Regions from separate parts of the Mus musculus genome. Here region 1 is linked to region 2. Evidence: chromatin contacts called from public Hi-C data. All regions are on one chromosome and are shown on one strand. The core of a region is the stretch at or near the end of the contact, and the rest is flanking DNA. Distances in the headings are between cores, read along the strand shown. Region 1 has its middle 24 kb from the start of Mrm1. Region 2 overlaps Acaca (acetyl-Coenzyme A carboxylase alpha).

Region 1 (5,500 bases), core at 2,095-4,594, 470 kb before region 2:
GCCTGAGGCCCTCACTATTAGATTTCAAAGCTAGAGGATTTGGCGACAAGGCGTATTTTCCCAGAGCAGATCCTCTGTGAGATGTGCGTGGAAATGACAGAAGGAGTTTTTGATGGTTCGGTCATATTGAGGTGTCCCCAGGACAGGCCCACCTTCCGGATGGGGAAATGTCTTAGTCAAAGCCGCACCTCGCAGAGGCTGGCTGACGGTATGTCAGATATGCAGAGAGGAATGGTTAAAGAGAGACTCCGCACAAATTGCTGAAGGAGACGTGGCCTGAAGGCAGAGAGCTGAAATTTGAATCTAGATCTTTCTGACTTCCATGTGTCTATTCTTCCATCACAGCCTTTCTAGTCATTCAAGATCCTGATCTAATCCTTGTCATTGCTACACTGAAGGCAACTGAAAATGATGCCTCGGGCCTCAGACTCCATTTCCCCAACCTTCTGGTACCCTGCCTATGTGGCAGGGTCCCTGGCCCCTCTGAGCGGCAGCTTTCTGTAAGCAGGTGCGTAACCCCTTCCTCCCAGGGCTCCGTGGGATGGAATGAGATGAAAGCTACTGAGACCCCTCTCCTCCAGAACCCCGGTGACTTGGGGTTAGACCATCCCCCTACACACACACACACACACACACACACACACACACACACACACACCCCGGACTCTTGTTCTACGTCTTGAAGGCTAGGAGAGGGTTCTGAACTCTCAATGTCTCCTCTAGCCTTCTCTTGGGATCTGAAGGATCTGGGGGTCTCCTTCCTCCGGAGTTTCAAACCTTCACAGCTGCTGAAGTGGTCCGGCCCCGTTGCCATGGTAACAAGGACCGGCCGCCTGCAGGGCCGGTCCTGTGCCAGTCACATTGACCTCACTTAGGATGATTACTTTTCTGCAAATAAAATAATTATGTTAATAAAGAGGCTGTTCGTCCTTCACCACCACCCCCTACCCTGCTTGGCCCGCTTCCCATCCCCACCTGGGGCAAAAGCAGCTCCTTCTGCCTTCTTACCTCCAGCGGGGGGGGGGGGGGGGTGCATCCTGCATCCTTTTGTGGGATGTGGACCGGGATCCTGCCTGGGCTTTAATTTTCAGCAGCGCCTGTCTTACCTTTGCCTCCTAGCCAACATCTGTGTGGAAGCTGCCAAGGTGAGATGCTACCTTCCATCCTGTGTGCCTCAGGTGCGCTGCACAACACCAGCCAGGCCTCCCTCAAAAGCTGCCATGTTCTTTGCAAACGCTCCTGCAAGAGGACTCTCTCTATTCCTCGTGCCAACTGTGTGAGTTGGGATTTCAATACTGTTTCCCAAATGAGAAGACTAAGATGACAACAGACAAAATGCAGAGGCTACACACACACACACACACACACACACATACACACAGAATTTTTGTGTGTATGTACATGACAACATGCTATGATGTGCATGTGGAAGGAACTACTTTTGGGAGTCAGTTGTCTCTTCCATGATGTGGGTCCTGGAGATGCAACTCAGGTCACTGGGCTTTAGTGGCAAACTCTGCCACCTGCTCAATCATCTTACCGGTGCCTCCCCCTTTTTGAGACAGGGTTTCATATAGCCCAGGATAGCCCCAAACTTTCCATATGGCTAAGTAAACACTCTATTAACTGAGCTATGTCCCCAGCCCCAAACAATAAATAGGACACATCATGTGGACTACGTTAAATGTGGAATTATATGTCCTTACAGCTTTATCTCTCCCCCTTGAGACAGGGTCTTATGTAGCTGAGGCTAGCTTTGAACATGTCACATAGCCGAGGATGGCCTTGAACTTCTGACCTTCCCACGTCTGCCTTTGGAGAGCTGGATAACAGGAAATACCATCATGACTAGTAAAGATGTGCTAGGCCCAGGAACCTGGAAGCCCAATCTGCAGGGCGTCTGTTTTATGTGGCGCTGGGGATAGAGCCCAGGATGTTACGTGCACTAGGCCAGCCATCTACCAACTGAACTATGTTTACAGCTATGGCTTTTTTCCTTTAGAGACAGGGTCTTGCTGTGAGGCTTGGGATGGCCTCAAACTTGAGATTCTCTTTCCGTGGCTTCCCCAATGCTGAGATTACAGGCACACAGCACTCCAAGCCAAGTGAAAAGGTACCTTGATGGAACTTGAAACCTGGGTCCTCTGTATCGGCTGTCCTAAGAAAAACAAATCCTGCTGTGGGCTCAGTGCTGGTCAGGGTTTCCAGAGAGGAAAAGTGGAGCTACAGAGGTCAGGGGTGGGGTGAGGGAATTAAATACCTGCAGAAGATAGAGATGGAGAACCTACTGCAACAGGAACTCTGACAGCTAGACAGTGGTGGCCACCCATGTAAGGGGGAGGGTGCGGTGACTGGGCAAGGAGGCCCGTAGGGACAAAGAAGGATCAGAATGGCAATTACTGGTGTTCTGACCAGTGGCTGACATGTTCCCCAGCTCAGTGGTGGAGTACACAACATCACATCCCTTATCTTCCAAGACTCTCATTACAGCCCCATTTTACAGATGAGAACCATGAGGCTCACAAGCACTGAGTGAGTTTGTCAAAGTCACACCCTGGACATGGAGTCAGGCTTCAAACTCAGATCTGCTTGGCCTTACTGTCTGGTCTCATCGCTCAGTAGACATTGTCAGAATGACTGAGAAACAACACCCATGTTCGTTATTTGAGTCTCTTGTTAAGATAAAGGCTTGCCAAAGGGGGTTGTCAAAATTTGGGCCACTTGGAAATTTATTTTTCTACCAATAAACAAAACAACACACTGTTGGTCAGAGATCAGAAAATTCATCTTAAGCCTTAGTCAGTGGTAAAGTTGGGGCTTTTGTTAGGGATACATTGTGACTGAGAAAATGGGGAAAAGAAATTGATTTATTTTTTTAAAAAAAAGTACATTTATTTATTTGTGTGTATGGGAGGGTGGGACACATACACAACACACTAATTGCCTTTATTTATTTATTTATTTATTTATTTATTTATTTATTTATGTGTGGAGGTCAGAGGTCAACTCCTGCAAGTCGGTTCTCTTCTTTCACCATCTCAGTTCCAGGAACGAGACTCAGGTCACCAGGCTTGGTGACAAGTGCCTTTCCACACTGAGTCGTTTCACCCACTCCAGAACAAAGCTTTTCAATGGAAAGGGTTGCTCACTGCATCTTGGGGGCTCCGTGACTGAAGGAGCACTATCATCTTAATGTCATGCGAGAGGTCTACATTAGGGTCCTTTGTAAAGATGTGTCCCAGGCTAGTAGTCCTTCCTCTTCCGCCCTTCCGCCCTGAGTAGCATCCCACTCACGGAGACAATGTGCAGGCTGGGTTCTGAGCTGGAGCTGCCTGCCAGGTGCACTAGGTGGCGCTCTGATACTGGTCAATGCTCAGATGCGCCGCGGTCAGTGGGCAGGGTGGGCACAGCTTAGGAGGAAGGCGGTCTCACTGGGCCTGAAACCCAGGGCTAGAACTACGCCAAGGGTACCTGGACATAGATGCCAAGCTCGGGACCGGGGGCTGGGCATCACTGATCCACGACTTGTGAAGCCCAGTGTTTTTAGGTCTTAAACAGCAGCAGTGGGAAGGACACAGAAATCAGCGGGAGAGGAGGGGAGAGGGAAAAGGATGGAGGAGAAAGGGAAGGAGCGAGAAGAGGGTGGGTGGGGGGAACGAAGAGGGTCTACATTTGTGGAGCTAGGCTAAGCAGCTTATCTGGTGTGGAGACGCTATCCTCTTCCTGATTGCTGTGAACCCAGGGTGTCTTGTTGGTCTTGTCCTGAGAGACTTGGGCTGTGTGTGCCTGAGGAAGTCTGAGGGAATGAGGGGAAGGTCCAACCTTGCTCCAGGGGCAAGACACAGACATGGGCCTCAGAGGTCTGGGAGGTTTTGTCCTATTTAGCTGTCTTAGCCATGTGTCCTTGGGTGATCCACTGAGACATGTGTTTTTTTTTTTTTTTGTCTTTGGTGTTTGGGGATCTTAACAGTCGGCTTCAGAGTTTGGAGGAGACTTAAATAGGATTATTCACACAAAGCCACCCTCAGGAGCCTGTGACCCTGTTCTCTATTTTGCATCCCTTCCTGCCTGCAGGTCCCCCAAAACACTGTTGTAACTGATGTAACTGTGTAACTGATGGAGTGGGGGGTTGGGGATGGAGGGTGTGGAAGCTTCCATGGCTCTCAGCAATCTCCAAAGCCTGCTCACACTGTGGGGTCCAACCTCCTGAGTATCTTGCATTAGAATTTAGCATTTCCCTCCTTGGAAATTGTGCTGGCTTTTTTTTTTTTTGTCAACTCAGCACAAACTATAGTCACCTGAAAAGTGACTATAATTCACATAAAGAATTGCCCACAGGCAAGTCTTTGGGGACATTTTCTTGGAGGGTTAATGATTGATGGGGGAGGTCCCAGCCCATGTGTGGTGTCAACCCTGGCAGATAGTCCTGGGTTGTAGAAGAAAGCAAGATGAGCAAGCCAGTAAGCAGTGTTCCTCCATGGCCTCTGCTTCAGTTCCTGCCTTCAGGTTCCTGCCCTGCGTTCCTGACCTGGTGTGTAAACCAAACAAACCCCTCCCTCCCCAAGTGGCTTTTGGTCAGAATGTTTCATCTGAGCAGCAAGGGAGGACAGAAATGAAGGGTTTGCAGCCATGTCTGGCCACACAGTGTCTGCCCTTCACCCTTGTAGGTCTCTCTGTAACTGTCAGGGCTCAGTGGACCCAGAGAGAAAACCTGAACCCCAGCAACAACTTGGGAAGGAAGCAGAAGGCAGCCCTGCCAAGGCCCTCTTTCCAGAAGACCATGTCTGGTACAATTAAGAAAACGGAGGCAGGGGAGCCCCTGGGGACTGCTGTAGTCTAGACCTCAAATGTCTTACAGAGGCCCATGTGTTAAGGCCTTGGCCCTCAGACTGGCACTATCAGGAAGTGGTGAAACCTTTGGGAGGTGGGCCTGGGACGTCTTTGGATGTATTCCCTTGAAGGGACACTGGCCCCTCATCTTCCTTACCTGGACTTGAGGTGAACAGTTTTACTCTGCCACATGCTCCTGGCCATTGTCACCTCCAGGAGTGACCTAAAACAATGGCTTTATGCAAAGGAACCTCTAAATCCCCAAGCCAAAGCCAACCTTTCCTTTTTATGTGTCAGCTCTCCTGGGTATTGTTTATGGTGACACAGGGTCACGTACACAGGGACAAAACACAAACCCCAGGGATTGGGAACGTGGAGTAAATGCAGTAGTGGATTAAGCTCCCCAGCCTGCTGCAGGGACTGTTACCCCGAACTCCCAGGGAAGATGCTCACATAGGCTGGCTGGAGAGGTGCCAGCAGTTAGGAGAGAGACAAGCAGGAGGGGTCTAGAAGGGTAACACAAGGTCTCTATGGAGGCAGACTCGGCTAATGAGCATCCTTCACACTCAGCAAATGTAGTTATGAGAGCTGAGGGATGAAGGAACCCAGATAGACAAGGTCTCCCCACCAGCTGCAGGCGTCTCATGGCATCAGCCTCTATGGGAGAAGT
Region 2 (5,358 bases), core at 1,600-4,099:
ATAAAAGCAATGTTAAAAACCAACGTTCTAGGGATTTGGTTTCCACTAGCATTAAAGTTACTGCAAGAGTTGCTTCCTGATCAAATTTTTATCATTATAGATTACTGACCGAGTGTAACTGTAGTTAATAAACAAATAAACAAACAAATAAAATGCCAGTGGATTTATTTCAAAACAGTTAAGAATGCAACAGCTGTGTGGTGGTGGCTCATGCCTGTAATCCTAGCACTTGCGAGGCAGAGGCAGGTGAATCTCAATGAGTTCCAGACTAGTGTGGCCTATAAAGTGAGTTCCACGACAGCCAAATCTGAAAAACCCTGTCTCACAAAAACAAAACACACACACACACACACACACACACACACACACACACACACACACACACACACGAATGTAACCACACGAAAGCCAGGATTTTTCTTTTTCCTAGCAGGCAAAGTGAGTTGTTCTCTGTCAAGTCCGTTGCAGCTGCTGGCTTGATCTTAGCCTGAGCTTTTTAATAACTAGGTTTAGTGCAGAAAGCAGCTATGCTGCGTTGGGAAGTGTTACTCAAAATGTTCCCACCTGCAATTACAGCTTCCACCAAGTGATCAAAATAGGTTAGCAAACTGGTAGAAGGATGACACTGACTCCTCAGAACAAGTAGTAAAGCAGGCTGGATGGATGGCTGCGTCTCTCAGTGGCTCCACAGCGCACATTCATCTAGCTGTGTATTTACATACAGTGCTCATCACTGCAGCACTGGGGCAGCTAGAAAGAAAATCAGTTTAGTCTCTGTTGCAATCACATTTTCCTCAATTTTCATCTTTACTTGAAACTATTAAGAAAATCCAGGCAACTCATCTTTAGAGCTATTTGCAAGTAATGTAGTTCACAGATTTGGTCCACGTCATTCATATTCCCACTCTAAATTCATATTAAATGCAATGCCTTTCAAATCTCACAATAAGAAGAAAGTCTGTACTTCTCATCAGGAATTAGGTGGTACTTCTTTAGTTACATCTTTCCTGATGGGGGAAGGCACAGCAGGAAAACAGGAAGGAGTAAGCTAACACAGCCAGAAAAGCTATTTCTTGTGCTCTTAGCACAGGTACAAGTGTTCAGAACTCAGGTCACATCTCTGCTGAAATAGCCAATATCTTCCTCAAGCAGCAAACAGGTTACCTAAAACTAAATGGAACTGAATTGGTCCAAGTTCTGGTCCTATCACCTTTTACCTATTTACCATCCTAGGAAGAAAGAGGGGAAGACAGGCTGACCAACAAGGTAACAATGGTCTACTAAGTGCATGCTTTCTGCCTCTGGCTGTGGGGAGGAGCATCTCAATTCACGGAAAAACTATTCAGGAATCCATGTGCTGGCTTTTAAACACAGACACTCCAATACTTCAAGGTAATTCACTATCTCCCACAATGATGACCTGGTAGAGCCGTCACTCTATTACAGTATGATTTAATGTGACGTAGCATCAATGCATTTACATTGAGCCTTGGCTTTCACAACATTAACAGGTCATTTTGTTTTTATTCCTTTTTAAATAAAACTGTTCCTCGTGGCTTTGTTCTGATGCCCATTCTCTTTGGCAAAGGACAGGTTTGCTCCACATCCCACCAGAAGGAGCTCTCTTTGTTCTCTCCTATCATTTTTCAGGTAATATGTAGAGTGCTAGGCTCATGACAAACTTGTCTCTTTGGCCAAAGAAAATTAAACTGCAGTAGTGGAAAGTCAACGTTCCCTGATAAAAGTGGGCTCAGCAGGAGGAGATAGATCCTAGTGACACCTAGTGATCCTCGTCATCTTACAGCTAGCTGTCCTTCAGAGTCAAATGCTGAAACTCCATCCTTAGACTGGTCTCTCGAAGGACACACTCCATTGTATGTCCAAGCTACTGGCAGCAGAGCTTGCTTCTAATACCTTAGCCTCATTCCTGTCTTGCCATGTCGCACAATCTAGCTAAGGTCACTGACCTCACCAGCCACCCTGGTTATTGACTGTTCACAAAAGAACATCGGCCTCACTCTTCCTGAATTCTCAGGCTCAGAAACAGCAAGCTAACATGTAGGCTCAATCCTAGTCAATCATCTAAGAAAAAGAAGAAGAGAAAAAAAAGAGAACATGTAACTAAGAAAGGGAAGACAGAATGATGAGAAGGTGATACAGAGCAATGGCTAGCTTCACAAATGCTGTTAGCATTCTGATTTCAAAACTACTGGGCGAAGGAAAACCCATGGTTGCCAGTGTACACTGCTACTCCCTTTATGCAGTAGCCGCTCCTTTTATCCTAAGGTTTGTTAGGTCTTAAAGGGGTTAAAAAAAATCTTTAATTTTTTTTTTTTTGTTCGTGTGTGTGTGTGTGTGTGGTCTTTGGGTACAGAGTTCCGTATAATAAGACTATTTGTATTCATACTGGCAGAGTAAACACTACATGTTCATGCCCAGGCAGCTCTGTGCTTGTAATTTCAGCAAGAACAGAGCTCTGTCCCTCTGGGACTTCACTATTCCCCCAGTCTCCATTCACTCAAACACAGAATGAGAACAGAGAGAAAGCAGGAGAAGAAAGATCATGGCAAGAGGTTTCACTCAGCACTGCAGCTAGCATTTCACGTGGCTTAAAAAAAAAAAATCTCATTTAGTGTTTTAATTACATTAGTTAAAACTGTTTTACTCTCAGCCTCATGTTCACAAGGGCACTTTCTATTCCTCAATAGCTATTCAATGAATCAAAATTGCAGACTAACACAACGAAGCTTTTCTTTCCTGCTGAGGGGCTTGTGAGCAGAAGCCATACAGTAGATACAGAGCTCTGCTTCAGCTTTGTGTGTCGATGATATGCATTTACTCTCGGCAACAGCTGCACTTCCACCCCATCTTCCTGCCATTTGTTGAGGCACCGGATTGGAAGATCTCTACTACTCTAAGCCTCTCCATCTGGTCTAGTGCTTGTCTCCATCCTAGAACTAAATCACCTGCTCTTGCTGCCTATTCTAAAAAGCCATAAACCTTATACAGAAAACGAATATTTTAGAAAAGGATACAGAAGCTGGGCTTGGTGGCACATGCCTTTAATCATAGCAGAGACAGAGTTCAAGGCCAGTGTATTCTACAAAGTGAGCTCTAGGACAGCCAGAGCTACATAGAGAAACCCTATTTCCAAAGAACCAAAAAATAAGATACTGAACATAATGGAAAAAATTCACATAGTATCTCCAGTGATCAGGTAGCTTGCTTATAGTCAACACCCAGATAAAGATTATTTTAAGAAATAAATTTAGCTAGGAATTATCTGAATCTGTGATTTTTAAAAAAAAAAATCTGCACTTTTAGGTGTGTTAAAATTTTTGTCATCGCTACAATTGTACCTTAAAAGCATAATCAAAATCTTATGACTCTTACTACATGGAGATGAAGGGACACACAAGAATAGATCTTTGTGTCATTATTATTTGGTACTATATGAGGAGGGTTATGAATCTTAGAAAATGCTTTCTGTTTGTTTTAAGACAGGGAGTCATATAGCCTAGGTTAACGTTGAACTAATTTTCCTACCTCAGTTTCCAAATGCTGGTGTGTGACACAGCACATGACTAGAAATGTGTTATTTTATTTTCAAAAGCTAATACTTTATTAATATATTTATTATTTTTAAAATTTAAATATATTTTGATATTATTTTTCTCCCCAAGTCATTCCAGAATCTTTCCCTGTCCCTTTCTACCCAACTTTTAAGTTTTTAATAACTATCAAAATCGGGCAGGTGTGGTAGCACACGTCTCTAGTCCCAGCACTCAGAAGGCAAGCAGAGTTTAAAACCAGCATGGTCTATGTGTGAGTGCCAGGCCACCTAGGCAAATGTAGTGAATGAGATCTTAGCTCAAAAATAAACAAACAAAAAAAAACCAACCAACCAACCAAACAGGCTTTGTGCTTCTTTCTTTTAAACCATTGGCTCTGACTGAGCCATTTAGGAAGAACTTCTTTACCATGCTCACAATATCACCAAACCTAATAACTGAAGTATAAAAAAAGCAACCTAAAGATCTCAAAATTCCAAATTTTTGTAACAAAAATAATCTGTTCTCATGTATCTTCAATTATCCACTCACAATCTTGTCCCACTTACATTCCTACCTTCACTTCTATTTTGAAGCAAAACCAAAACATTAGTATTCTTTAAAGTATGTAAGCCCATCAGAAAATACCCCTTTTTAAAAAGCACAATTGTAATACCATTATCGTATCTAAGAATTTCACAGTAATCTCTTTGATTTGGTCCATTCTCTCTCTGAGGAAATCTACCCGAAACACTGCCCTGATCCCCACTTGAGTCTTAGATCCTACTGTGTAATGCCAGCTCTCACAGCAGGTTGGTCCTAGTGGACGCAGACCCGGAAGGGGACAAGGGTTTATCTACTTGCCTCATTTCCTCCTGGAAGTCTGTTCATATGGACCAGCTGGCCTTGATCATCCAACACCAGTTCAGTATACGTCAGGATGTCGGAAGGCAAAGGAGGCGAAGGAAGAAATGCTTGGGTGGACATGGACTCCCAGAGTTTGATGAGTGACTAGTGGAAGAAAGAAGTTTGACTTATCAGTGACAATTAACATTTCAACAGGAATAAAAATCACTGTCACACTCAGTCACTCTGACTCTGCTTTCTTTTCCAAGAGCTCTAGGGAGAGTGTGAGCCTTGGACTAAATGCTCCAACCTTCACTCTCAGCAAATATATACTTGGAACCATTTTTAGAGCATTTTTAGTAGGTCAAAAGTCAGGTACTTATCTAACAAAGTCAAACTCCTGAATGAAGCTGAAAAAGCAGTGGAGCACTACCACATACAAAACCCTAACACAATCGCAGGGAGAGTAAAATAAAATCTCAAACCGCATCAGCCAGGTGTGGTGCCTCATGTCTTTAATCTCTGCCTCAGTACTCGAGAGGTTGAAGCAAGCTCATCTCTGAGAGTTCTAGACCAGCTTGGTCTACATACTACATAGCCAGTTCTAGGCCAGCCAAGGCTACAGTGAGTCTTAAAAAGCAAGCAAAACAAAACAAAAGAAATAAAACCAAATAAAGAATATTTCATTTTAGAAGTATGTGTACCCAAGTGCTGGAAGGTGGGGATCCTAGTGAAACCTGACAACAGAAGATTGCTGTTAAAAAGCAGGCAGGATATTCTGCTAGTACAAGCAAGCCCAGGGAAGCCAGGACCAGGCTTCTACTGCAGGTCAAGGGAAGATCCCGTCAGTACTTTTCATAGTGATAGGGCCACACATGGAAATTAGTTAAGATGGGTACGACTATAAATACAGATCAATTAATCCTCAAATTTGAGAATAAATGCATACCTCTGCATTTAT

Evidence for each region. Hi-C and Micro-C count contacts between places; a contact is called where the count stands out from the background.
Region 1: a contact with region 2 is called in a Hi-C map of cortical neurons, with 2.4 times the contacts expected there. The contact joins two enhancer-like sites. A contact is called at or near these places in 2 of 15 datasets of contacts at CTCF or cohesin (the NIH/3T3 cell line and large pre-B cells), 3 of 484 Hi-C or Micro-C datasets (bone marrow-derived macrophages, cerebellum and cortical neurons) and 3 of 115 datasets of contacts at active chromatin or transcription factors (differentiating embryonic stem cells, embryonic basal ganglia and embryonic forebrain).

Annotation. Positions count from the first base shown.
Region 1 is chr11:84,792,530-84,798,029 of GRCm38.p6, reverse strand. No RefSeq gene overlaps it. Among named protein-coding and RNA genes, the nearest start is that of Mrm1, 24 kb to the left of the region's middle. Within about 2 kb of position 3,344, at least 21 of the 459 cell types and tissues checked have an H3K27ac peak or open chromatin away from gene starts, as enhancers often do. A contact at or near this core is called in cortical neurons, where this site is marked.
Region 2 is chr11:84,321,687-84,327,044 of GRCm38.p6, reverse strand. It overlaps Acaca (acetyl-Coenzyme A carboxylase alpha), which reads right to left. Exons shown (of 54, transcript NM_133360.2): 39 at 4,416-4,562. Among named protein-coding and RNA genes, the nearest start is that of Acaca, 130 kb to the right of the region's middle. Within about 2 kb of position 2,849, at least 26 of the 459 cell types and tissues checked have an H3K27ac peak or open chromatin away from gene starts, as enhancers often do. A contact at or near this core is called in cortical neurons, where this site is marked.